Linked DNA regions of Sus scrofa: region 2 is linked to region 1. A link is a contact called in public Hi-C data. All regions are on one chromosome and are shown on one strand. Each heading gives the region's core, a stretch centred on a gene start, on an enhancer-like site or on the middle of the called end of the contact. The rest is flanking DNA. Distances are from core to core; before and after follow the strand shown. Region 1 holds the start of ID4 (inhibitor of DNA binding 4, HLH protein). Region 2 holds the start of LOC106504335.

Region 1 (4,373 bases), core at 165-2,664:
GGACTGTGGGCATTCTCGGTATCTAATTTAAGGCGGGGTACATTGGCTAATACGTGAAGCGGTGCACTAATGGCCTACATTAAGTTACAGGTATGAATTTTACATAAAACAGATTAATATTATATGTCATGGTGGAATTTTAAATACTCCGTGCCTATGCATTTTTAATATTTACGTGCTGTAATTTAATGCTTAAGGCAATTGCATTTCTTGAGCCCACTTTTGCGTCTAGATGGGTTAAAGAAAAACCCTACGTTTCGGGTTTTATGTATATGTCCCTTCATCCAAAATCTGCGACCGGCCTTCTTTCTTTCTTTCTTTTTTTGTTAAGCTTTAACGTCTTAAAAACAGGAACGGAAAGGCTACGCATTCCATTCCATCATTATGGTTTCAGCAATCGTGAAAAGGCGAATAATGAAACGGAGGGGTGAGAATACAGAAGAGAACAAACGTGCCTTCTGGAACAACGTCCTTCTTAAGGCACTGGAATCCCAGAGATGGAGTGATGGGTGGCGGAGGGTCCCTGGGCGCCGCACCCTTAGGAGTGGCGGGATAGCCTCGAGCAGGGCCCAGCGCTCCCTCAGACGCCTAGGCAGGGGGAGAGTGAATTCCACCCGCACATTCCCGCAGTTCTTCGCAGGAACTTCTCCCTCTCTTTTCCCCTCCCTAAGGCACACACCAGCCTGGCCCAACTCCCACCCAGCTCTCTTTTCTCAGAGCCCCGACCCACAGCGTTGACGGAATGGAGTGCCCTTCCCATTGGCCCGAGCGTCATTCCCTGAGGTGGCACCGTCCGCCTGATTGGCTGGCCACTCCCGACCCCCCGCCCACCCCTCCACTCGGGTTGCCCGGCTCCCCGCTCCGCAGCACCGCCCGGAGCCCCCGCCCTCGCCGCCCCCCTCTGCGCACCCGCCTGCGAGCCCAGCCAGGCTCCGCGCCGCTAGCTCGGCGACCCGGCCAACGCTCTGGCCCCGCCTCCAGGGCGCGCGGCTTATAAATGCAGCTGCGCGGCGGGCCCAGCAAGAGCGTAGAGGAGGCGCGGTTGTGAGTCGGTTCCGGGAGTGGGGAAACCTCGGGCCAGAGGGAGCGCGGCGGCGACCGGGCTGTAGTCGGAGGTCCGAAAGGAAGTGACTAGGGAACCGGGTGGGCTGCTTTCCTTCCGGTGCTTTTGATTTTTCTTGCCTTTTGGTCCCGGCCCACAGAGCAGAGATCCCCTCGCAAAACGCAGAGCGACCCTCCCGTCAATTGTTGGGCGCGGGATCGCCGGGAGCTTCGCGGTGCCCCGAGCGCTGACCGAGCGCACCGGGCGCGGAGGCAAGGGGAGCGGAGCCGGCCGCGGGTGGGGGCCCGGACCTTGCCTGCCTCCCTCGCTCGCCCCAGCGGGTCCGCTCGCTCAGAACGCAGGGCGCGCGCGATGAAGGCGGTGAGCCCGGTGCGCCCCTCGGGCCGTAAGGCGCCGTCGGGCTGCGGTGGCGGGGAGCTGGCGCTGCGCTGCCTGGCCGAGCACGGCCACAGCCTGGGCGGCTCGGCGGCCGCGGCGGCCGCGGCGGCGGCAGCTCGCTGCAAGGCGGCCGAGGCGGCGGCCGACGAGCCAGCGCTGTGCCTGCAGTGCGATATGAACGACTGCTACAGCCGCCTGCGGAGGCTGGTGCCCACCATCCCGCCCAACAAGAAAGTCAGCAAAGTGGAGATCCTGCAGCACGTTATCGACTACATCCTGGACCTGCAGCTGGCGCTGGAGACGCACCCGGCTCTGCTGAGGCAGCCGCCACCGCCGGCGCCGCCGCACCACCCAGCCGGGACCTGTCCAGCTGCACCGCCGCGGACCCCGCTCACGGCGCTCAACACTGACCCGGTGAGAGGCCGAGTGCCGGCCCCGGGCAGAATCCGAGGGGATCCAGGAGGGCGGTGGTAGGGTGGTCGGACGCGGGCGCTCCCCTCCTCCGGGCAGGGGCTGCCGAGCATGGCAGTTGCGCCCTCCTGTCCTCCTGGCACCCGGGGGCGGCCAGCCGCCGTCTCGGCGAAGAGAGACGGGTGAACGTGCGGGGCCGGACTACGGCTGTGCGCATCCTGGGCTGTCAAGTCCAGTCTGTGCCCGGGGGAGGGGGCGTCCCCCGGCTGCAGGCTGGGGCGGGGGCGTCTGCGGGCCCGCCTGCGTTCCGAGAACAAACCGAGGACCGTGACGAGTGAGATGTTCGCGCCTGCTAACCTTTCCCTCGGTGTTCCGTTGCTGTTCCAGGCCGGCGCGGTGAACAAGCAGGGCGACAGCATTCTGTGCCGCTGAGCCGCGCTTTCCAGGTGAGCGCGCGTTTCCCCTCTCGAGTGTCAGGTCACCGGAGACGCCTGTCCCCAGGGCCTTCCAGTACCAGGCACAACACTGTTCTTTGCTCCCCGCATTTCTGAAAGCAGAGAGCCCGGGAGGCGGACACCCCTTCTCTCTCCCTGTCACCCAGAGAGTAAGTGGACCCATACTTAGCTTTAGTAACTCGGGCTTCACTCTAAATGGTGACCGATCAGCTCCTGTCCCCAACGCCCTCATGCCGCCCCCAGTGACCTAACTGCCCTTCTCTCCACCAAGGGAGGGTATCCTCTTGGGCATCGTGCCCGATGTCCCCTTGCGCAGCCTGACACCCCCGAAGCAGGCAGGGCTAGGGAGTGGATCCCCTATCCGGGCTTCCCCGGGGCCCGCAGCTGCCTGCTCGGCGCCTGGCCGAGCGGCGGGCTGCGGGTGTAGTCTGACCTGGTAGTTTGTTTTGGGTTGTTGATCAAGCATGTCTTGAATTTGGTCGGTGGCGCCAGTTAGTCTGCAGCGGGAAGGTTCACACACCCCCTCTATTCATTCCTTTTCCACAGGTGTGCGGCCGCCTGAGCCCGAGCCAGGAGCACTAGAGAGGGAGGGGGAAGAGCAGAAGTTAGAGAAAAAGCCACCGGAGGAAAGGAAAAAAAAATATCAGCAAATCCTAGAAACGTTTCATTCGTCATTCCAAGAGAGAGATGAGGGAAGAAAAATAAAACTTTCATCTTTTTTTGTTTTGTTTTGCACGTTCATAAACATTCTACATACATATTCTCTTTTATCTTTTCATTTATAACCGCTGTGAATTGTACATTTCCGTGTTTTTTGGAGGTGCAGTTAAACTTTTAAGATTAAGTGTGACCGGACTGATAAATAGAAGATCACGAGTAAATCTGACTTTAGAAACCTACTTTGTGACCAAGGAGCTCAATTTTTGTTTTGAAGCTTTACTAATATACCAGAGCATTGTAGATATTTTTTTTTTTGACATCTATTGTTTAAAATAGATGATTATAAGGGGGCAGGACACTTTCTTTTCCCTGCAAGAATGTTACATATTGTATAGATAACTGAGTGACATTTCATACCATGTATATATAGAGATGTTCTATAAGTGTGAGAAAGTATATGCTTTAATAGACTACTGTAATTATAAGATATTTTTAATTAAATATTTTTTGTAAATATTATGTGTGTGTTTTTTTTAATCTATGGGAATATTTCTTTTGGAAAATTATTTTTCAGCTCAATTGAAGAGGTCTTGATATCTTGAATGTCTTTTTGTTTGGCCTGGCTTTTTAATTTGTTTTTGTTTTGCCCAGCGTCCTGTAGACTCGGAAGTAACAGTTATAGCTAGTGGTCCTGCATGACTGCATGAGATGTTTAATCACACAATAAACTTGTTCTGAGTCCACTCAAATGTGTTTTCTTTAACCTAGATTGAAATCTTTGTATGTGAAGCGTACATGTTGAAAATATGCTTTATCAGTTTCTAAGTACAGGGTCTGATAGTGTAATATATAAAGAGTAAGTGTTTGTTTTTTGTTTTTTAAGTGAGGTCAAAATGGATTCTGAATGATTTTGCATATAGGGTGGGGAAATGCTTGGATCCTATGAGTTAATGAAATCTGCTGTTTTATCAAAGTGAAAAAAGTACTTATCATTCTTCATTTTACACTAAAGCTTAATGTCACTAAGTTTCATGTCTGTACAGATTATTTAAATCATAGAAATGAAAAATGTTCTCTGCTTGCTACCAAAGGACAAACTCTTGGAAATGAACACTTTCTGCTTTCCTTCCTCCAAAGAATATTAATAGGCAGCAGTGGGAGAAAAAATTTAAAAGGCATAATGGCAAATCCTTCAAGCAGGGATAAAAGTCGATCTTCAAACATTAAGTAGACCAAAAATTCTAATGACCGCATCTAGATTATTTTTTTATAAAAATGATTTTCACTATAGCTATGTTAGTTAACCGCTAAACTACTGTCCAATCTCTTGTGATGTGTAACTTTTACATGTGAATATTAAAGTAGACTTCTCTGTCTTGTACTGTGATTTCTGGTCTCATTTCTTC
Region 2 (4,881 bases), core at 1,251-3,750, 190 kb after region 1:
CATCAAGCCAAGAGCAGGAAAGGCCAGCCACTCTGTCTTGGAAGACAGTAGAGCTACAGATGGCCTTGCTTCCTGGAGGTCTCATGCCATCTGGAGGAGAAGCAGAGTCAGGAATGGGAAACCTGAGAGGCCCAAAGAGAAAGAGGCCAACCTAAACCTCTAGGTTCCTGGAATTTTACTAAAAGGAGGAGTCCCCTGCTCTTGCTGTCTCCACTACCCAGCAGATGGGGGCTGGTGACAAATAAGAAGAGCAAAGAGGCTGTGTTTCCTCTGGACACAGGAGTGTAGCATGAGCTCCACAATGTGTGATGTGGCTCCAGGAGCTTAAAGAAAAGTCACAATCAGCTTCCTATATAAATGGAAGATTCTGACCTTGGCAAAATCAATGTTAGTGATTTCAAGAGTATGACAATTCCTTCTTCGACAAAGTTGTTTTATATTGTGGTATTGCTTTTATAGTGTAGTATATATTCATGTATCATCTAGACGTTTTTATCTTTTAAAACTTTTCAAGTAGATGTCATATGTGGCAGGACATGTTGTCTCCTGAACCTTCCTGCTCTGTCTAGGTCATCCAGACATGCAGCCCCTCTTGGGCAGCCAGAAGAGTGCTCCCCATCCATCCAGGAAGGAAATGGGAATAGAATCATTGGTTATGTGGTGAGGCAGGGCCAGACAGGGCAGGAGGGATTCGGGGGTGACAGGATGGAGAGAGGAGCATCCTTAGGATGAAGGGTTTTGCGGTTCAAGAGAGAGGCAGCCCTGCGGGTAGCAGCAGGAAGAAAGAGTGGGAAGGCACCTGTGTGTGGCATGGGGAACAGATGGAGGGACCTGAATATTCTAGAAGCCACTTCCTATTCTCTGGCCAAGGGGAATTTGGATTACTTGGGCCAGAGTTAAGAGGCTGTAGGACGCGTCATACTGGGAACGTGTGTGTGTGTGTGTGTGTGTGTGTGTGTGTGTGTGTGTGTGTGTGAGAGAGAGACAGAGACAGAGAACAGTGAGACTGACGACTGGCTAGTAAGGGATGTACTGTCCCTTCTTCCAACGTGAAAGACAAGGTCACAAGATTATACAACACAAAGAATCACTCCAAGTACATTTCAAAATGTTAATCTTTTATGACAATTTGGAGAATTCCCACAGCTAAGTAATATTTAACACCAACTTTAACTCCAACTTTCTTTTCTATTCAGGAATAATTTGAAGCTTATCAGAAAGAGATATTGTTGATCAGAAACAGAAATAATAACAGTTTTCAAAGGTACTTTAAACCAGACCCATTTGTGTGTATGGATGTGTGTGTACATCCACCGTGCTCCCCACACTTACCCCCTACAATGAAAATACACTGAAAGAGGGGGCGAGGTGGAGACTGGTGGGGTGAAGAAGAACACAGCTGCATTTTCAGTTCCTGGAACGACAGTCCCCAACTGGCCAGTGAGACATGGGACCACAGGCAGGAGTCAGATTGTGTGTTTGGACAACCTGCTCCATTGCTTGGTTTTATTCCCTCAGACAAATGTCTTCACCTTGGTCTTGCTCCCAAATCTCAGCATGAGCAAGTATGAAGACACAAGCAAGCAGCCAAACAGAGCAAAGAGTCATCATGGCAAAGAATTAGCTTACAGTTTCCTGGGGTTTTCAGCAAGTTAAGGGCTGCTCGTGGTGTGAGTGGGTATCTGACTCAATGGCTGTAAATGAAGGCGGATCTTCACACAGACACGCCCCTCTCCCAAAAAAAAGAAAAAAGAAAAGGAAAAAAAAAAAAAAAAACCCTTCTCTGGGACATGAGGTGAAATAGGAGGATTAACTACCTAAAATTGTCAGCTGAAATTCATTTCAGCATAAACTCATTTCAGCCTGAAAATCTTGACAATGTACATTGCGGGGGTGGGGGTGGCAGGGAGAGAGAAAGGAAAAGGAAAGAGAGAGAGAAAGGAAGAAAGAAAAGAGAGAAAGGAAGGAAGGATATTCTTTAATCTGATGAGAATAAACAGGCAGGAAGGGTGTGAAGGACCATGTGTTTTGTGCTGTGCCTTTGAAAAGAGAACAAAACGCAGTGTCCAGAGATAAACGATAAACTGTCATTTTCTGTAGCGACGGTTTTCTTATACATTCTTAAGGAAATGTTGCCACCTTCTGGAAAAAAACACAACAGACAGTCACTGCAACCTTGCCATCCAGCCTGCATATAAACTCAGCTACCTGGGTTAGTCGGAACATTTTGCTTCGACTTCCTTTCTTTTCTGTCATTACGCCTGCACGGCATTGATATACTTAACAAGTCACTATAAAAGCACTAATTGTATGCATAATGGAACAGAAAGCCCATTTCACCAATGAAGCAGATTCTCTAAAGAAGGAACGATCAATCACGCCAAGTTTACCAGATTTTTTCAATCTCATTCCCAGACTCCTTAACTCTTAACGGTTTGAAGACAGGCGAGTAAATCTCAGTTTTTTAGTTTTTATTATTTAGTGTATTTTTATTATATTATCTAGGTTTTCTATTTAGTTTTTCTCTTAATACCCAGTTCTCTTTCAAAAATGGGTTCTAGTTTGCCTGGCTAAATCATCTTGAATTTGATTTTTTCAATGGAGTTTAGTATTCCTAAGTCATGTATTTGAAACATAAAAAAAGAAACGTCACTACTGATATCCTGATGAGTTAAAGGATGTTTGTGTCCTTTTGTCTTTATAGTACTCCCCCACTAGGCAGTGCTCACTAGCAAACGTGTTGTCAATAAATAAGGCAACTGAATGGACGTGCTGTTTATTTGAACACCTATGTGTTTGCCCCTCTAAAGAAAAAATCAAAGAAGGAACCAGCTCACTGATCCAGGACAGGCCACCACCCCCAAAAGGCTGAAAGTCATCTTCCTGCTGTTGAAGCCGCTAAGAGGAAGAAGCCTGCAGATCTAGAAGGGTTCTTTCTCAGCTGAGCGACTACAACAGAAAGACCCACATTCTTGCTCGTTGCCACCCAATAACTGCAGGTGTCCGCAATAATCCTAATATCTCACAGGGCACCTGGCAGAGGAGTTGGGGAAAGGGATGCTGTTGCTCCGAGAAAGTCTATAAGGAGGATGTGATTGGTGTTGATTGACAATGCCGCTCAGCTGCATAAACCCGGCCCCTACATACACCAGGGCGTGAAAGAGGCCTGTTCTCGCGCCTTGAGCGTGTCTTGGGTGCAGCGGGTGGACGGGCCTCTGCTCCTCTCTTCCAGATGGCTGGGAGCACTGTCACCCCGACCCAAAGCGACAGTCGTGTGCTACGAAGTCCCTTGTTTCGTGTGCGCTCACGCTGGGCTGGAGGCAGTGGCGAGGTCGTCTTTGTGAGGGAGGTGAGTGCAAGGAAGGAGAAAGGCAGAAGTCTGACCGACAGTCAGACGGCGGCTCTTTTTGTTGTCCCCAGACCGTGGCTGAGCTAATCACAGCAAATATCCCCTGCGAGGCCACAGATCAGGTTGTGGGTCCCGATAAGTCCCCTGGGGTGGTAGGATGGGCACAGACCGAGGGATGCAGTCACTGCCTGTCTCGGTGTAAATCTCAAATTACGAGCTGGCCTGCTGACTTGAAAGGCACCTCCAAGGCGAACCAGCAGTGTTTCAGTGGCTGCAGCCTCGCACGGGGCCTCGAGTGACTGCCCGGAAAAGCACAAAGAGAAAGAACGAACGTGGGAAATGGGGCGGGGGCGGGGTGTTCGTCTTAGAAATCTCGTTTTGAATGGGGAAGGCCTTGGTACAGAAATGTCTTTGATGCGGGTGAGAATCTGGGCCTGCAAGTGCGAAATTGATTCACTGTCCTGCAGGCACCTGGGGGCTGAGTAGCGAGGAACAAATGCATTAATCACGGCAGGGCCCGTTTGCCAAGGCCCGTAAAGACCACTGCTCCCGGCAGCAGCGGGCATGTGGGCCTCACCACAAACCACAAGCGCCCTGGTTACTCTCTGAAGTCTCATTATCGAGCGTGTGCGTGGGGGAGGGGGTTGTATCTGACTTTTTCTGAAACGTGCGTTTAGCAATATATTGACGCTTTGCTTTATGCTTTTAAAAAGGAGGGGGTGGAATCTTTGGACCAGAGTCGTTACAGACTCTGGGGACCTAGATACACACGCAGGCGCACACAGGAGCTTTCAGGGGAGAAACAGAAAATAATGTTTAGCAATTACAGTCCGCAGCTGCTGCAGCTCTAACGTGTGCGTGCTACACAGGTGCGGCCATTATAACAATGAATAGCACACATTAAAGGTGCCATCCATAGGGGTAATAATACTAGGGTTGAAAAGGTATTTTCATTTGCAGCCTGATGTTAGGCAGAAAATAAAATAAGGCGTTTCACAGCCAGCTTGATGGCTCAGCTGCCACCTGGGAGGCCCAGGCCTGAGATTAATCTAGGCCTCTTATGTGAGCCTCTGACAGTGGGAATCTGGCAGTGGCTATCTGGAAAGATCACCGACTCTCCCCCGAACCTTCAACACGGCTGCTGATGGGGGAAACTGAGGCACCCCGTAGCTGTCAGAGCTAGCAGCATCAGCCAGAGTGAGAACTGTCCCTGACTGCCACCTACTAATCTCTAGATGCTAGAAATACTGTTGGGGGTGGGGGCACCGGAGGGTCCCAATGGCTGGAGCAGTGGAATGGCTCCTCAACCCTTGTCTACGGCTGGTGCCCTGACTTGCCCCCCTCACAGCAGCGCCCTTGCCAGAGCCAGACATGGCCAACCTGCTTTGCTCACACTTCCCTTTAAAAGCTTGGCAGCGAATGGGCACAGCATCCCGTTGAGTTCATTTGCCAGAACTTGTCAAATGACAAAACTCTACCAGCCTTGGTGGCAAAACAAGTCTTCAGGCAACCGTGGCGCTCCTGCAGATGGA

The links. A called contact is a pair of places that touch in the nucleus more often than the background predicts.
Region 2: a contact with region 1 is called in a Hi-C map of embryonic fibroblasts, with 1.8 times the contacts expected there. The contact joins the promoter of LOC106504335 here to the promoter of ID4 in region 1. A contact is called at or near these places in 4 of 47 Hi-C or Micro-C datasets (brain, embryonic fibroblasts and fibroblasts).

What each region holds. Positions count from the first base shown.
Region 1 is chr7:15,280,542-15,284,914 of Sscrofa11.1, forward strand. ID4 (inhibitor of DNA binding 4, HLH protein) reads left to right here and starts at 1,415. Exons shown (of 2, transcript NM_001123130.1): 1 at 1,415-1,855; 2 at 2,240-2,284. The coding sequence starts at 1,415. The coding sequence ends at 2,284.
Region 2 is chr7:15,471,843-15,476,723 of Sscrofa11.1, forward strand. It overlaps LOC106504335, which reads left to right and starts at 2,501. Exons shown (of 6, transcript XM_021100243.1): 1 at 2,501-3,349. The coding sequence starts at 3,233.